Linked DNA regions of Mus musculus: region 1 is linked to region 2. The links are chromatin contacts, called in public Hi-C maps. All regions are on one chromosome and are shown on one strand. The core of a region is the stretch at or near the end of the contact, and the rest is flanking DNA. Distances in the headings are between cores, read along the strand shown.

Region 1 (2,700 bases), core at 79-2,578, 350 kb after region 2:
TTAATTGTATAATTTCTCAAACAGCACCTCTAAATTCCTATCCACTGAGTGTTTTGAGGAACACACTCCACTGAGACTTTCTTCTCTCCAGTTTCACATGTTTTACTACCCTGCTGAGCTTCGGTAAACTAAGTTCCATGGCTGCCTTCCTGGCTCACATTTAATTTTTATCTCTCTTCACCAAATAATCGTGATGGTTAAAGTTTTATTCCCTTTATGTGTAAAATTTATTAAATTATGGTGGGTTTTCATTTCCTTAAAATGGCACAGAATCAACAGATCTGGCATTTTCCTGCCACTAGAGAAACTGGCTTACCTAGACTGTCACCCACTGTCAACTAGCATCAGTTACCTAGGGCATTAACAACAAATGTGTACGTGTGCTTCACTAGGCTAACAAAAAGAGACTGTAGCAATAAAGTGGAATTCACACTTTTTTGAGGTCTAAATCTCAAGAAACAATACACTTAAGGGTCTTAAACTAATATTGCTATGCCCCTTATCACTGCCAGGCACTGAAACAGATCAAGGATAGCTCTGCTTATCAGCTATAGTATCTGGGCTTTTAAGTAAGTTACTAGATTTCAAACTACTTTTGGAATATGACTTGGGTTGCCCAGGGTCAGTAAGGCAAATTTGTATCCAACGCACTCCAGAGCATCTAGAAAAACCTAGCTTATTTTCAACTCAACCAGGAGGAAATACATCTGTCAGTAGCTTGAGTTCCAACGGAGGTGTCTGACAACATAGGAGCAAAGCAATCTCAAACCATCTAGGGGATCCTACAGCTCTCCCGGCAAGCCAGAGATGTGAGAAGAGAGTGAGGTTGCAATCCTCCTTCCTGGAAAGGATCAAGACTGAGGAGAATTATAGAGGACAAAAACTGCTAACAAGTAAGTGAAGTTAACAGCGGCTCTCAAAGTTCAGAGCAAATAAAAGTCCAACAGGCGTGGTGACCATGCGCCCACGGAGGAGGAGGAGGACCCAGGAATTAGTGCTGTTTAGCTTTGCCAAGCTGCCAGAGAGGAGGCGCGTGGGGCCAGGGAGCCCGAGCAGATCGCCCCGCCTCTTCCGGTGGCCGTGGCGCCGGCCGGCCCACGCGGCGCCCCAAGAAGTGGCTCCGGATGTTTCTACAGTGGCCGCGTCAGGATATAGCCTTGCCCAAGAGTAAAGCGATGGCCCCAGTCCTCATTACCTGATCAGGGCCGCGACCCTCATTCTGGGCGCAGTGTGCGTGCGTACGTGCGTGCGTGCGGTAACCACAGACGCCAGGCCCGGGATCCCGCGGCGACTGGACCTACACGCGCGGTCCTCGACCTGGTGTCTGCTGCGCTGCCTGCCCTCGACCATGCCTACTGCCCCTTCAGCACCTTGCTGAACACCCGGGTGTAGAGGCTAGGTAGTCTCAGCATCTGTTCCCTGATACATGGATATATGGCTCAGAATTTACAAAAAGAAAAAAGTTTAGGCACAGCCTAACCACCTAAGTAAGGGCAGTGAAGCTGCCAAGGGAAGGGCATGGTCCTTGGTAAACCGCTTGAGGGTGCTGGGATTGTCTGGGTAGTAAATTCAAAGTCACAAGTTCTAAGATTTGAAACACTACCTTGGAAAGGGGATTTAGTCTCTCTCCTCTCTTCGTCAACTACAAGAAAGAAATCTTTTCGCCCTTCCTACCCCCCCTCCAAAAAAAAAAACCCACTAACCCCTGATCACTTTTAACTTCGAGGTTTGCATCTCTGCCCATTGAACCAGTGAGGCTACATGACCTCCGCCTCCTATACTGTGTTTTTGCATTTTCCCAATACAGAAACTGAAAAACTTGCACTCCAGAAAGCAAAACGAAAATCTAATTTAAAATACGTTTGCCAGTACTTAGTTATTTGAATGTACTAAGCACTCTTTGGAGCTCCTGGGATCAACTGGTGTACGATATAGACCACCATGCCTACCTACATCCATGAACAAGGAGTTTGTGTAGAGGTGTAGGAAGAAGAGAATTTAAAAAGAGAATTGTATGTTAAAGTGAAAAATACTGTACCAAAAGAGAGAGAAAGAGAGAGACAGAAAAAAAATGCAGAAATAGAGGGTACACGTGGCATTATTGGTGAGTTAAACTAACTTAAACATATACATCTTTGAATATTATTCATATGTAAAGAATGTATATATATATATATATATATATATATATATATATATTTTTTTTTTTTTTTTTTTTTGAGACAGGTTTTCTATGTGTAGCCCTGGCTGTCCTGGAACTCACTCTGTAGACCAGGCTGGCCTAGAACTCAGAAATCCACTTGCCTCTGCCTCCTGAGTGCTGGGATTAAAGGTGTGCGCCACCACTGCCTATGTATATACACATTATATACATGTAATACATATATATATATATATATATATATATATATATATGTGTGTGTGTGTGTGTGTATATGTGTGTGTGTGTGTATATATATATATATATATATATATATATGTATATATATACATATATATATCTCCAGTGAATGCCCAAACTCCCAAAATCCGTCTTCCCAATGTATCCATGTTGAATAAATCTCCCTTTCTGATTTCTACTTTCACCTGGCTTTTTTTTTTCCAGCCTGCTGGTTCTGGCCATATTTATTTCATACATGTGGGATACACTGTCACTGCCTTTAGACACAGCCTTAGACAGCATTGGATGCCCACTACAGA
Region 2 (2,849 bases), core at 45-2,544:
CTCTGGGTTCAAATGAGAGTCCCTGCCTCAGTAGATAATGGGAGTGATGAGGAACCCAGAATGCCCACTGTTTCTACTCCTACCTGCATGAATGCACATGTGGCCGTGCTTCATGAACACCCAGGCGCAGGCAAAGAAAGGAAGAAATAAAGGAAGGGAGGGAAGATGAAAGGGAAGGAGAGAAAAAATTCCACAGTTGAAAAGTTTTCCCAACTGTCTGTTCCAGGTATCAGTTGCAGACGGGTAAGCAGGTTAGTTGTGTGTTCCACTCCTCATAAGGTTTCGGTGTTTGCCTTGGTGGAGTGATAGCTTGGTTGTATCTGAACTTGATTAGGAAATTTGTTCTTGTAGCTACAAGTTCCAGTTTGGACATGCTTAGCAAAAGATGCTTGGATTCTCTAAATCACTCATGTTTTGTTACAGAAGACTGGATTGGAGAAATGACCCTGCGTGAATTGTTTTGAAACTAGATAATTAAAAGTGCTCTCCTTTCGTACTTGTGTCTCTAATAGTACATTAAAAAATACCTTCTAAAAGGCACTTCCGTCTTCTGCAGGCAAACACTTTAAGGTGGTTGACTGTATAGTATCAAGATTGATTTTAGGTTTTGTAGTCTAAACACGAGGGTCATCAAGGCCTACACACGTGACAAGCTTAGTTAAGATTGATTTTTTTCTCCAAGTAACCAGACCATAACTGCTTTGGATAACTGCTTTGGTCAATAATGTAGAAATAATGCAGAATAAAGAGAGTTAAATATTAAAGTTTTTTTTTAAATGTTGATATGTAGTTGGTTATTGCAAAAAGATTGTCATATACCTAAATTTATGGTCTATCATTCAACAAAGATCTGCAAATCTTGAATTTAAAAATAAAATATACCTTCGGAACCAAGTGATTTGGATTTAAGGCCAACCTTGATTGAAATAAAATATTGCTATTTAGTCTTGTTTAACTTTGGACTCTAAATCTAATTTTTGCCTTCTGATCTCAGTAGCCTTTGACACGTGGAAAAAGCATAAAACTATAACTCTTCTAGAAAGCAAACACATTTTCCTTTTACTGTGTGACTAGATCTTTATCTACATGGGAGAAAGTGATAAAAATGACAGAAGGAGCAGGCCACTAAGGTGAAGGCAGAGACTCGCCACATTTTAAAAGTCAGCCACTTCACATAAGCCAAGGACACAGAAATACCCTTTTCTTGTCTCAAGACTCAACATTCATGTCCTCAGAAGCTTCTGGAAGGATTCCTTCCTCTCCCCTCCTCTGCCTGCACTCTGGATGTGAGCCAGACAGCACGGTACTGGATGGATTACGCTGAAGCATGCAATGGCAATAATGTAGTAGTCCAGGAAGCTGGGGAGAATATTAGGAGATTTTTGGAGAGGTATTAGTCTGTTTCTGTTACAGTGTGGGTATGAAATATTCCCTGATTTATGTATGGAAGGCTTGAGTCCCAAGTAGCTGTACTATTTGAAGAGCTTTTGGGAAATTTTGGAGTCAGGGTTCATTTGGAGGAAGTAGATAACTTGGATAGATGCCTTTAGGAGTCACATCTTGTCCCATTCCCTTCCCTATTTGTCTGTTTCTGGGCAGTCTCATGCTGAGTACTCTCTGCTCCTACCACAGTGATGTGCTGCCTGCCACAGGCCAGACAGTGACTGTGGACTGAACTCTCTGAAGACACGAGCCAGGGACTCCCTCTCCCCTATACTACTCTGCTCAGGGATTTGGTCAAAGTGGCATAAAACCAACCATTTCTGGATTGAATCTAGATGAGTTCCAACAGTTGGCACTGCTGGTATATGATGCTGGATATGAAGTTGGTTCCAGCTACTTATGGCATAAGATTTACCCAGGAGTGACTGTCAACTTGCTTTATAGGGTCCAGCTGGCTCCTTTATCAGGTGTCTTTCTTGACCTAGAATTCTTATCTGGAAATTTCTCTAAGAAGAGTTATCAGTGAAGCAATCCTTTTCCTCTTTGATGTGTGAATACATTTCCCTCATTGATGTGTGCTGATTTTCAAGGCATGGGTGGGGTGCTGCTAAGAGAGTTGTGCTGCTAAGTAGTCTGCCGTATTTATTTAACTATTATTTAGTTATATTGATAGCAATCTCATAGTTTTCCAGACAGGAGCTACAAAGGAATTGGCTATTAAGGTTCACATTTGACCACTGTATGGAATAAGTTCTGTGGCATTAAATTTTAAACTAGCAATTTAATCTTTCTGTTTATTTTTTTAATTTTATAAACATTAAGTCAACACTATTCTTGTTCATTTTAGAACCCCAAAACCCTAGACTACAGAATAACTCAGGTAGTCTCTCTTCATGCACTAATTTCAATTCAGTCAGTCTCTAAAGTCTGGAATCTCCAAAATGGTTGCAGGGCCAAAAGCAGTGTCAGGATCATGTAGCCATGTTCCAGTGCCTGCTGCTACCAATGCTGACCTTCCTTCTTTGATTTCTTTGCTCATGGGATAGTAATTAACTGGAAAGGGACAGGTATAATTTGACATTTAATGATGACCATTGAATACATACATCCTGAGCGTGTTTTCATTTATTCTCTTTCTTGGGAGGGATGACTTACTTTTGGGTTATTCAACTTAAGGATATTTTAAATAACAGGTTTTCCACAACACAAAAACACAGAGACTCTTGTGGGCCAAAAATAGTTCCATGTCTAAAGGTTTCTTCTCTTGGGTAGCATTTACTGGCCTCAGCCCATCTTTATACACAGAAAAACCTGGTTCTAAGTATAGATTCTCTATTTTAAAGCCTACAAATTATAAATACATCTGAACTATGGAAACCCAAACAACTTTCAAAAATGTGACTACT

The links. A called contact is a pair of places that touch in the nucleus more often than the background predicts.
Region 1: a contact with region 2 is called in a Hi-C map of uterus, with 4 times the contacts expected there. The contact joins the promoter of Dph6 here to the enhancer-like site in region 2. A contact is called at or near these places in 4 of 39 promoter capture datasets (the HPC-7 cell line, embryonic stem cells, liver and 1 more), 1 of 484 Hi-C or Micro-C datasets (uterus) and 1 of 115 datasets of contacts at active chromatin or transcription factors (stem cell-derived neural progenitor cells).

What each region holds. Positions count from the first base shown.
Region 1 is chr2:114,653,636-114,656,335 of GRCm38.p6, forward strand. It overlaps Dph6 (diphthamine biosynthesis 6), which reads right to left and starts at 1,329. Exons shown (of 9, transcript NM_025675.5): 1 at 1,196-1,329. The coding sequence starts at 1,218.
Region 2 is chr2:114,300,682-114,303,530 of GRCm38.p6, forward strand. No RefSeq gene overlaps it. Among named protein-coding and RNA genes, the nearest start is that of Zfp770, 100 kb to the left of the region's middle. Within about 2 kb of position 1,295, at least 3 of the 459 cell types and tissues checked have an H3K27ac peak or open chromatin away from gene starts, as enhancers often do. A contact at or near this core is called in uterus, where this site is marked.